Linked DNA regions of Sus scrofa: regions 1 and 2 are each linked to region 3. The links are chromatin contacts, called in public promoter capture Hi-C maps. All regions are on one chromosome and are shown on one strand. Each heading gives the region's core, a stretch centred on a gene start, on an enhancer-like site or on the middle of the called end of the contact. The rest is flanking DNA. Distances are from core to core; before and after follow the strand shown.

The links. Promoter capture Hi-C pulls out the DNA fragments that hold promoters and counts their contacts.
Region 1: a contact with region 3 is called in a promoter capture Hi-C map of fetal skeletal muscle, with 5 times the contacts expected there. The contact joins the promoter of ANKRD46 here to the promoter of ZNF706 in region 3. A contact is called at or near these places in 1 of 5 promoter capture datasets (fetal skeletal muscle) and 1 of 2 datasets of contacts at active chromatin or transcription factors (alveolar macrophages).
Region 2: a promoter capture Hi-C map of liver shows a contact between it and region 3, with 4 times the contacts expected there. The contact joins the promoter of RRM2B here to the promoter of ZNF706 in region 3. A contact is called at or near these places in 1 of 5 promoter capture datasets (liver), 2 of 47 Hi-C or Micro-C datasets (heart right ventricle and liver) and 2 of 2 datasets of contacts at active chromatin or transcription factors (alveolar macrophages and skeletal muscle).

What each region holds. Positions count from the first base shown.
Region 1 is chr4:36,398,808-36,402,641 of Sscrofa11.1, reverse strand. ANKRD46 (ankyrin repeat domain 46) reads right to left here and starts at 2,004. Exons shown (of 5, transcript NM_001243356.1): 1 at 1,912-2,004.
Region 2 is chr4:34,822,251-34,826,229 of Sscrofa11.1, reverse strand. It overlaps RRM2B (ribonucleoside-diphosphate reductase subunit M2 B), which reads right to left and starts at 2,361. Exons shown (of 10, transcript XM_021089040.1): 1 at 2,082-2,361. The coding sequence starts at 2,129.
Region 3 is chr4:35,766,808-35,770,601 of Sscrofa11.1, reverse strand. It overlaps ZNF706 (zinc finger protein 706), which reads right to left and starts at 2,515. Exons shown (of 4, transcript XM_003481371.3): 1 at 2,230-2,515.

The DNA of each region.
Region 1 (3,834 bases), core at 755-3,254, 630 kb before region 3:
TATTTTGATTTTTAAAATCTATTTTGTGTATTGTCCCCATTCTCACTTTCCTCCAGGGGAATGTTATCTCAGGAAAGGAAAATTCTGTTTTGTTCCTCTTGCATCCCCAGTGCTTAGAACAGGGCTTGGCCCTGGAAGCACTCAACACATATTTGCTACAGGAATGCAAAATACACAAGCTCTTAAATCCCCATAAGGCTGACTCAGGACACTATAGTACCTAACTTCTTTCCACAATGGGAAATACCACTTCCCTTCTAACACTGATAGAAACTGGAAATTCTTTCTCTTCCACATAGCAAGGAACACAACTTGCTCTAAATTACAGGTCAAAAACCTCTTAACTCCTCCTCAGTCTTTCCAATGCTTTTCCTACATCCTCAAAAATAGTAACTGTCATTGAAAAATTTGTTTCCCTTCAGCACTACTGTCATAACATTGCAAAGACAAAGTGAACTCATTAAAATTGTGTCAAAATGCAAATAAGGAAAAGTAATGAAGCACATTAATAACCAGATAAACCCACCTCTGAATCAAACTGTATCAGAATGGTGAGGGCCAGTCCATGCTTAACTTCATTATCACTATTATCCTTAATGAGCAAACATTCTTCTTTTTAGGGCCACACCTGCAGCATATGGAAGTTCCCAGGCTAGGGGTTGAATCTGAGCTGCCAGCCTACACCACAGCTACAGCAACGCGGGATCCGAGCCACACCCCTGCCTCACCTGCGACCTACACTGAAGCTCGTGCAACCTCAGATCCTTAAGCCACTAAGCGAGGCTAGGGATCAAACCCACATTTTCATGGACTCTGTCAGGTTCTCAACCCGTTGAGCCAAAATGGCACTCCCATTTTTCTCATTACACTCATTTTTTAAACTATAAAGGAGTTGGTATAGGACTCTTGTGTTTAGCCATGAAAATTAAGCCAAGAGAAATGAATTCAAGCTACAAGTCAAATTAATAAACCAATATAACTCTTATGGAACACGTTTGGACAGATAACAAGCAGGAACAGTGGAGTAAGGGAGATGAGGTTCAAACCCCCGTTCACCTTTTTCTAGTTGTCCGACCACGGACAAGTCAGATGCTCTGTGTCTCAGTTTCCCTCTCTGTAAAATGGAAATGGCGGTACTTCCTAGTGTTGCTAAGGATTATACCAGGATATTAGATTTTAAGGCACTCAGCACAATGACATACAGTAAGCACTGAAGAAGAGAGCTATTACAATTCCTACAACCAGTCATATGACAACTCTTTAAGCGAGAAGCCCCTTGGTACCACTGTCATTTTTTAAAGAGTGAGAAGTGTTACTATTTAATGGTGTACTTTTCATCTCCTTACATTCTGTAGCCAAGTCTGAACACTAAAATAAATACATTTGCATTTATTTTTAAAATACATATGTATTTATTTTAAATAAATATTTTTCTCGAGGCAGAGCCCTACTGGAAGACAACCTGTTAATAAGAAGCAATGCTATCTTTGAACCCAGGCACCCAGGGCCTTGTGACAAAGGGACAGGTCACTTGCATCTCAGCAGCTTCTGTGTATGACTAGACTGCAGGTTCCTCGTCATCGGCCACGTACTGTCCGTGCCAACGCGGAGACAACGCACCTTTTTGGGCCCGACGCCGTGACAGCCGCCCGAGTCTTCTGCTCGCACCCCTGACCTCCCGATGCCCCGCGAGCACGCACGCCCGCCAGCCGCGGCTGACAGCGGAGCCTTTACCCACAAGCCCCCAGAACCCTCGCAGGCCCTTCCCAGCCCTCGGGATCAGCACAGCCCCGCGAGAAAGCCACCCGTCGCGCCACGACCGGCCTGGCTCCCCGAGGGCGCCCTCGCCCCTCAGGGCCCTCGGCCAAACGGCAGGGGAGATGTCAGTGGCTTTCGCCACGGCCCAGGTACCTTGGAGTTGCCAAGCACCAGCGACAGCGACACCTTCCCCGCGGCGACTGCGGAGGCGGCAGCGGCGGCGGCGACGGCAGCGGCGGGCGGAGGGGAGGGGTCGGCCACTGAGACGAGAGGGGCGCCCTGCTGGGCCAGAGCGGCTGTGCTCCGCCGCAGCCGGCGCGCCCCCTGGAGGCGGGCGGCCCGCAGGGCGGCTAGGCCCGCTTTGACTCAAAGACTAGGTGAGTCCACTTTGAACTAGGCGAAGTATCAAAACTGCGGCAGGGGAAGAAGAGAAAGAGAACCGAAAAAGGTTTCGTCGATCTGAGTCCAGGAGCATTTTGCACTTTTCACGTCCTTTTCTAAAGAAGTCTTTCACCTCTCAGCTAAAAGAAGGCTTCAAAGGCAAGGACAGTTTTACCTACAGCTGTAGGCATCAATTAATAATTGCTGACATTTAGGTAAGTCGTCTCTAAAAACGCACCCAATTGATGTATTATTTAGGTAAGTCGTCTCTAAAAACGCACCCAATGACTGGCTGCTGTCATTCTAAAATATGACCCTGAGTTTTTTTTCAAAATGGCTTTGAATGCTTAAACATCCCACTTTTTAGGATTCCCAGATGAAATCCAACATGTGTCCGGCCAAAACTAAAAATGTGGTGGGTGGTGGGAAGTTCATTTACTTTTAAGTTTACCAAGTTCAGTCCTACAGCCAAGGCTTGCCATGTTCAGTGATCCTCCCTCCCCTGAATTCTAGTATCCTCTCCCAGCCAAGCCACCCTCCAGGGGGTCTCATGTCCATCTTTCAAGGGCTGTTACTCAGCCTAACAGTTTGTTCCTGGCAATGCCATGTAAATGTTAGGGATTATTGTCAAATTTGAGAAAACCTCTATTAAACCTCTTTCATATAAGATTTCAGGCATTTCACATTTTCTCATGCAGCAACTAATCATAAATATTAAATACTTTCTGAATTGATGACATTTATTAACCAATTTGCCATTGAGATACTCCCTGAGGTTTTGTATGTTGAGTTTATATCTTCATTGATGCCTATAAGTTGTGTCAAATCAGCAAAGGATTCCAACTTTCTCCCAGTGTGTTTATAAATTCTCTACTTTTCCTTAATTGATTTATCAAACACTCCAAGAGCCTATTCATTACATCTATTCAAATGAATCTCTCCATCTTCATAAATTACTGCTTTTGTTTGAGTTAAAAAGATGTAGAGGGAATTCCTGTCATGGCTTGGTGGTTAATGAACCCGACTAGGATCCATGAGGTTTCGGGTTCGATCCCTGACCTTGCTCAGTGGGTTAAGGAGTTGGCGTTGCCATGAACTGTGGTGTAGGGTGCAGACACAGTGCGGATCTAGCATTCCTGTGGCTGTGGTGTAGGCTGGCAGCTGTAGCTCTGATTCGACCCCTAGCCTGGGAACTTCCATATGCAGCATGCGCCCCTAAAAAAAAAAGTAGAGACTGTTAAATGTTGGCCATGCTGCATTCCTTCTGCAGGCTCTAAGGAGAATGTTACCTTGTCTTCTCTCACTTCTAGAGGCCACCTATAGTCCTTACTTAGCTCATGACCCCTTCCTCCACATTCAAAATCAGCAGTGTAGCATCCTTTCTTCTCTCTGACCTCTGCTTCCAACCTTGCATCTGCTCTTTTTTTTTTTTTTTTTTTTTGTCTTTTCTAGGGCCGCACCTGCGGCATATGGAGGTTCCCAGGCTAGGGGTCCAATCGGAGCTGTAGCCACCGGCCTACACCACAGCCACAGCAACTAGGGATCCAAGCCTCATCTGTGACCTACACCACAGCCTACGGCAACAACGCCGGATCCTTAACCCACTGAGCAAGGCCAGGGATCGAACCTACCACCTCATGGTTCCTAGTCGGATTCGTTAACCACTGAGCCACGATGGGAACTCTGCATCTGCTC
Region 2 (3,979 bases), core at 1,112-3,611, 940 kb after region 3:
AGAAAGACAACTTATTTGTTGTAGCTGTGTGAATGTGCAGTGAGGAGAACATGAAATAATTTCTTATAAGCCTTCCTTGGCAACATTCCATGTCTTTTCCAGAATAGTGCTTCCTGGTTCTGGTCATCTGGTCCTGAGAGATGCCCGGACATGCTGGGGCACTCATCTAGGTCAATATTCCCCAGATAGCACTCACCATGCACTGATCTAGGCTGGCATTCTACATGACCCATCCCTTCCGTTCACCTCCAGTTTCACCACTTTCATTTGCTTGCCTTCACCTCTCTCCTACTCCTCGGGTAAAGGAGACTATTTGGATGCTTGTCGGAATCATACACTATTTGTGGGTGTTTTCATTTTCATTCTCCTATCCCCATCAAATCTGGCAAAACAGATAGAATATTGGCCCAGGAGTGAGAAATTGGATTTACACAGCAGCTCTACTACTGAGTTGTGTGGTTCTGGGCCTATCACTTAATCTTGCCTAAACTGTCTTAAAAATAGGGACTATCAATTAGATTGAGTTAATTTTGAGAAGCAGATGAAAGCTATGGACACCTCCCTTTCTTAGGAGATACACATCTACACATATAAAGTCTACAAATTTCAGGAGATTTATAAATTCCTTTCAAGCCCATCTATAAACTCTTTAAGACAGTGTTCTTAAAATGTGTACCAGGATCACCTGATGTGCTCGTTAAAACTCCAGTCCCAGACCCACCCCAAGAGATTTTTGATTTACTAATTTGGGGTATAGGCCCAGTAATTTACATTTTTTAACAACGAGTTCCAGGTGATTCTGATGCAGGTGGCCCATGCTGCACCAATATATCTAGAGAAACAAAAATACTTAAGGCATCCTTGAATCTCAAGTTTAAAACAGGCGCTCATTCAAATTCATTCTAGATCTAAAGTTATGCCTTTGTCTTTGTGGGTCTGTATCCAGACAGACATAATAAGTAAAATTTAACTTCCAGGTCTTAGGTCTGAATAACCTAAGACTAGCTTCTTTTGGTGTTACTAGCACAAACAAAATAGTTGAGTTGCCCCATTAGTCTAAGGGGAGTGGTACTAAATTATTTATTTCAAAAGGGAAATAAAGAGTTTGAGGGATATTTACAATATATATAGTTACTAAATGTCTACAAAATCAAATCCCAAATCTTGAATCTACAATTTTCTGAAGAAGTTTAGAGCTAAGCAAGAGTCACTGAGAACTGAAACTCTGTTCAATCAAAGATACTACACACAGCAACAGGTTTAAAAGTATTTACAAAATATCACGGTATGAAAATTACAGCACAATTTGAACTACCCTACAACCCTACAGTCTACCGAATCCCAGCTTACTGTTATGTACCTCTACTAATATAGAAGTAGAGCAGATTAACATGGCTCATGGTTTTATTATGTACCCCCAACTTCCGTGGCACTTTGCATAAAGCTTTTTTTTGCTTAACCCTCTGTGAGGGAAAGCATCACTTCCATTGAATACATGAAAAAAAGTGATACCCCAAAGATTCATAGCTACTTTAGCCAGGTCTGCGCAAAACTGGCCGCCCAACTGATCATTTCCATTGTTAGGAGGATTTCTCGACGCCTTTCTGCCTATTATCGTCACCCCATCCACCTGTGTCAATTTCCACAGCCTCAGCCCAAGTCCTTTTAACCAGCCCAGAGATGGCATGCATTTCTCCAGTAAATGCCATGAGTCCTCGGCATTTGCCTCAATTTCCCCAGCCAGGGCTCCAGAACAGGGAAGGATGGAAAGGGAAAAAAGGGGTGAGCCTCGCTCGGGTCTGAAGTCTCAGAGCGTTGCCCTTGGGTAGCCTCGGGGCAGATCAGTGGAGCAGAAACCCAGCTACCTCCTGACCCCTCCCTGGGGACGGCCTCCCTAGCGCTAGAAAAGATGAAACCAGGCTGCGGCGAAGGCTGGAGGCCGGGCCTACACCAGGTTTCTGACGACAGTGAGTAGAATTTCCCATAGTGAAATTGCGCAAGGTGCAGGACCCAGCAGCAACCCGCACTCTAGAGGCCAGGCGTGACTGCGGGGCGGGAGAGGAAGCGACAGCAAGGTTTACCTCCTCCTGTTCAGACCCTGCCGCTTCCGGCCTTTCCGCGTCTCCCATCGCGCAGACTCCGCCAGAGCTACCGGAGCAGAGGGAACCCAGAGCCTCAAGCCACCTCGAACTAGGACAGAACCAAGTGGCCAGCGGGTCCTCTGGGTAGGCCCCGCCCCCAGACGCAGAGACCCTCCTACTTCTGTCTGCCCGCCCCGCTCCACTGTGCTACCCGGTTTTCTCGCCGGCCCATTGCGTGACTATCCTAGCTGTAACCTGGCCCCGCCTCCCCTGCCTCAGGGATCCGCCTACTTCGGCCGGCATCGCCTCAATCCTCTGTGCAGGCCCCACCTCCTGCCAAGGCCGGAGTAACTCTCTAGGTTTCCGCCAACTTCTCACAGCTCCACTGCCCCGGCCCCGCCTCCCACCAGCCCAGAGAAGCCCCTCTGAGCCTGCCAGCCCCGCCTCCCGTGCCTCCGGGCCCCTCCTCCTCCTCAGACCCCGCCCCTCAGGCCCCGCCTCCTCTTCAGACCCCTCCCCGCTGGCCCCGCCTCCCGCCCGCTCTCCGAAGGAGCTCGCCGCAGCTCCGGGCCCCGCCTCCTCAGCAGAGCCTGCCCTGCCCCGCTGCCCAGCCTCGCCTCCCAGCCTAGCAGCATGGGGCTCTCCGCCTTGGGCTTTCGGCCCAGCCTGCGTCGCCCGGCTCTAGGCGCCCAGTGCGAGAGGTTGCCGGGACATGCCAGGTCACCTCTCCAGCTCGAGACTCCCCAGCTAGCTCTCGCCGTGCCTCCGGAACACGGTATGTCGCGCTAACTCGGCCGGTCCTGAGAGACTCCCAGGTGCCTGTCGGACCACACACCGAAGGGGCTACGGAGGAGAGAGCGCTCTGGGCGTGTGGAGTGGTGGCGGTGCGGGAAGCCACGCTCTTGGTGAAAACAGAGCCGCCCCGCTACACCCTCAGTGAGGAGGAAAGGCTGCCGGGCTTTGTCCTTAGCCGAAAAGGAGAGGCTGAGGGAAAGTGTGGGGACGGCTCGGTGGGGCTTGAGAGTGACGGAAGGCAGGGACAGAGTTTGAAGGCGGCTTCCACACCCTAAGCTTGTGGTGACACCTGCCGAGCTCTTAGCAAGAGCCAGGCGCTGTGCCGCGCTGTCAGCCGGGCCGCGGAGGCTCAGGATGTCCCTCCGTTTACAGACCAGAAACTCGGGCTTGGGATTAACGACCGAGGTTTTCCAGCGCCAGAAAGTAGGAGGTTGCCCCGCTCCCTGCGAAACGCTCTTCTCAAGGCCAAAAGGCAGTGGTGGAGGGAGGACAGACCCCCGTGGGCTGGCCGAGCGTACTGGCTGCTGCTCGTCCCCTCTCTGGGGGGAACTGTCTCAAGATGACTGCCACGGAAAGAAAAAAATAATTGGGTCTTAAACAAGAAAGGAGGTGAGAGAAGGATTTGCTTTAGTAGTTTGAGGCTGACATACCGAGGGAAGCTTGTCAGGCCTTGAACAACAGGCACCTGCTTTGTGGATCGCTGGGTGAAGAATGGTAAAAACAGGGTAGAAAATTAAGGTTCGAAAATGATGAAAGCTCGTTCTCAAACCTGCCCTACATCAGAGGCAACTACTAGGGGCCAAGTGCTGAGTAAAAAAGTTTACATATGTTAATTTTGAATAATTGTTAAGGGAGTTCCTGCTGTGGCACAGTGAGTTAAGGATCTGGCATTGGAGCACCTGTGGCCTAGGTCACACCTGCAGCTGGGATTCAGTCTTTGGCCTAGGAACGCCCATGTGTGGGGAGGGGTGAGGGTTGCAGCTGGAAAAAAAAAAAAAAAAAAAAGATAAGTTTTGTGAGGAAAATGAGTCTTAAAGAAGTTGGATAATTTATCACAGGCCACGTGACAAATAAAGGGCAAGGATTCTACTATTTAATTAAAG
Region 3 (3,794 bases), core at 1,266-3,765:
AAATGAACCTAAATGTGCTAAAAAAATTAACGGAAAAAGGCTACTTTTACAAAGGCTTCTTTTAGGTAATATAAGTTAAACCTCTTCATAAAAGGCCTAAAATGGAGTCTGTCTCTTTTTAAATACTTTAAAACTGGATCTAAATAGAATTCTTATGTATAGTTTTGACTAGCAGTGAAATTAACTTTAAACTTTTAAATCACTGCAGGACATGAACTCACAACGAATCTACAACTTCACCAAAAAAGAATGCTGTTTTTTTGTTTTGTTTTGTTTTCTGACTAGAACCCTAGATAGTTAACAGATATGAGGTCAAAGCATTTCATTAAAATACCTGAGCTTCTCCCAAAAAGAAAAAGGGAAACTGCGAAAATAAATCTACTGACTGGACAGAGTCCCACCAGCATTAAACACCGAACTACAAGTCAAAATATAAAGGCCAATCAACCCTTTTCTAAAAGCCAACTAAATATTTTAACAAATTACAAAAATGTTTAGTATGCTAGTCTAATATAAGAACCCTATTCCCACCCAATAATGGTAAATAAACCCAGATGTGTTAGCTTTTGGAGAATAAACTTCCATTGTGGTTATTTTTTAAAAACCAAATCTTTATTAATTCCAAGCCAAATGGAATGATTTTTTTTTAAAAGTATATTTATGGCAGCTGTACAAACCTATTCCCATGGAAACAGATTTGGATACGTTTGTATTATTTGGATGACAGTCATGTATTCAATCTTTTTTTATCCCGATGTTTATAATGTTCCTAACATCTCAGTGTTAGAATATTTCAGTGCTCTCAGGTCTCTGAACTCTTCCACATAATGTATGCTAAAGATGTTAACATAGTGACTGTACGGATAACCTCTTAATTGTTATACACTGAAAAAAAAATTGTGAGAAGGGAAGCTACTAATTCTAGAAGTTTCTTTGATATCTAGAAGTTGTTAGCTATTTTAACATTTTCATGCAGGGATCTGTACAAAGGAATGCCATTAAATACACATTATTTTTAACTTTTGCAGTTCCAATTTCTTCTAATACATAACATTACACGATAGATTTAACCCATTTTCACTGTCATCTAACAAAAGTAACAAACAAGCCATGAAAGCTTTAATAAATACGTCTGTGGTTGCTGTTCTTATTTTTGAAATAGAAAGCCTAACATCAGGTAAAGGAAACTCAATTAGTCTAAATGTGTTAAGATCGGCCCCTAAGTTCTAACACGCTGCATTGATTTCCTTCCTGAAAGCAGAAATGCAAACGAACAAACCACCTGCTTTTGGACAGCTCAACTTAGGACTTGCTCTCAAGCCAATCGAATTTTCTACAAAACCTTAAGCAATAACTAAGCATAACTTCTCCCTGATTAAATGCGCCAAACTGTGGAGCAGGAAGTCATGTACAACCCTAAAAGTTGGTTTTTAATATAACTCTTATTTTGGACGATTCTCGGAGGGGGCTGCAAAGAGGGAAGTAACAGAGCGAATAACGAGTTCTTCCAAAACGAGGAGCTCTTATCGGAGGTAACAAGTTAAGCACTGCCCCAAAGACCCTCTTAGAACCAAAACAAATAAGAGAGGAAAAAAAAAGATTTTGGATCCAGGAAGTAGGATCATCCTCCCTAAGAATGTGAAGCGAAGAGGCCCAGGCAGTGTTCAACATCCTGACCCTGGCTTTTAACTCCATCCGTTTTGGAGAGGCAGAGGATGAAAGCACCAGCCGTAAGGTCTATTTCTCTCAGCACTTCGCTGAACCCAGCTGCAGCCGGGCGCATCTTCCTTCTCGATCCGGTCTCTTCAGCCTCAGAGAGCCCCCTCCTCTTTTCTGCCACCCAGTCTCTCTCTACCCGCCACTCCCCACGGACCCCGGCCCGAGACGTGCCTCCCGGAGGCCTCAGCTGTCCGAAACCCGGCCCCTTGACCACGGGGAGTCCCGGCCTCGAGAAACCGGCCAGCTGCTGTCGCCAGAGGGTAAGGTTACCGCTCGGCTACCGGTCTGCGACCCGGCCACCTGCAGGGCCTGGCAGGCGCCCGAGCTTCCCCTCCTTCCGCGGCCCGCGCCGGACAGGACGGGCTCGGCCGCCCCCGGGAGGCGGGGCAGGCCGGTGGCCCCTCGCGACCTGTGGTAACCCCCATGGTTCCCGCCGACCCCGCCGGCGGGCCCCCACCCGGGCTCCCGGGCGTCCTGTGCGGCGTCAGCGCCGCCCCCACAGCCGCTTACCCGGGCCGGGACAGTCTTGCGTCTGAGAGACCGCGCAGCGCGAGAGCGCCGGGGAGGTGGCCGGAGAGGAAGGGGAGCGCGTCCAGCACCGCTTCGACCTCCTCCACCCGCCAAGGAGGGGAAAAGGGAGAGCCGAGAGCACAACAGCCCGCGCCTCACACCCGCCGCCGCCGCCGCCGCCGCCGCCGCGCGCGCCCGCCGCCGCCTCAGCCTTGGGGGAGGCCACTACGCCTCGTGCTCGCGCACGCCGCGCTGCTCTCCCAGTCGCCCCAGCGCCGCCCGCTTCTCCCTGCTCCCGCCCACTCGCCTTCCTGCTGAGGCCTCCTCCCCGCCCCCACTCTCTAGCGCGCCTGCCCCTCTTCCGGCCGCGCGGGCCAATGGCAGCGCGCCCCTATTACATAAGTGGAGAGGCGGGGCCTGCAGGCTGAAGGCGGCCCCTCAGAGAAGGGAACTGCAGGGGACGTCGCGCTCTGTCCTCTGTGCCCCTCCCCTGCCGCGTGCTCTCTCCGGGCGGCTTTAGCCGGCCCTGGGACCCGCGTGATCTCGGTCCTGGCTGGTGACGGCCCGCAGTGTGATTCACAAGTCGCTCGCTCACTCATTCGGGCGGTGGCCGGGCCTCAGCCCCTGCGTCCCAGGTCACGAGCCTCCCACCTCGGCGGCGCCCTCCTGTGTCCCAGCCTGGGGAGGGTCCCGGTGAGGCGCGCCAGCCCCGCGGCGCTAAGGGTCGCCGACCCGGGAGCCCGCCACCCAGGCGCACTGCCGTCCCCGCCTCCTGTGAGGCCCGGGCGGGCTGGTCGGCCCTTAACTGGGACGTGCAGCCTTTGTTCGCTCACCAGCTGCCCTTTACCTCGTTTCCGGGGAAACCCTGGTTACTCTACGAATCTGGGAATTTTAGAGAGTTCAAGATTCAGGCCTGAGTGTCTCGCTGAAAATTGCCGGCCAGGCCTCCCTGACCATTTTAGTCTAACTACTTAGCAGTTTAATCAGTTGTTACTATTTGGGGGAATTGTGTGTGTGTGTGTGTGTGTGTGTGTGCGCGTGTGTGTTACTTGACTTAGAGGCCACGACGGCTAATTTCCAATATGTGATCAAGAGCATGGCGATTTAGTAATTATTAAATCTGTTTATCTGGAAAGGCCTTTTAGACCTTGGCTTTAGTCTGCTGCTTCCCTCCTCCCCCCTCCCCTCGCCTCCGCCGCCGCCACCCAACACACGTTTGTTTCAAATTAGAACTACAGATCCAACAACAAAGGAACTCTTGGCATTTGACATTCTCACCTTGCCTCCGCTCTCCTAATTTATCTGTCAGCGCCCAGGAAATGGTAGTTGAATGTAAATACATGGCAAGTTACTAGGATAACTTGGGTGGACCGGGGTATATATATCACAGAATTGTTGAAAATAGCCAGGGAGGAGTTAACTGCTTAATGAATTTGGGTGGCATACAACTTGTTCAGTCGTTCCTTTTCCTCCCCACTTCAGGTCCTCTCACTTTTCACACCCTCCCTTCCATATTGCAGTTTTAAACGACAGGTTCAAATTTTAATCTCTCTCCAGTGCTCAAT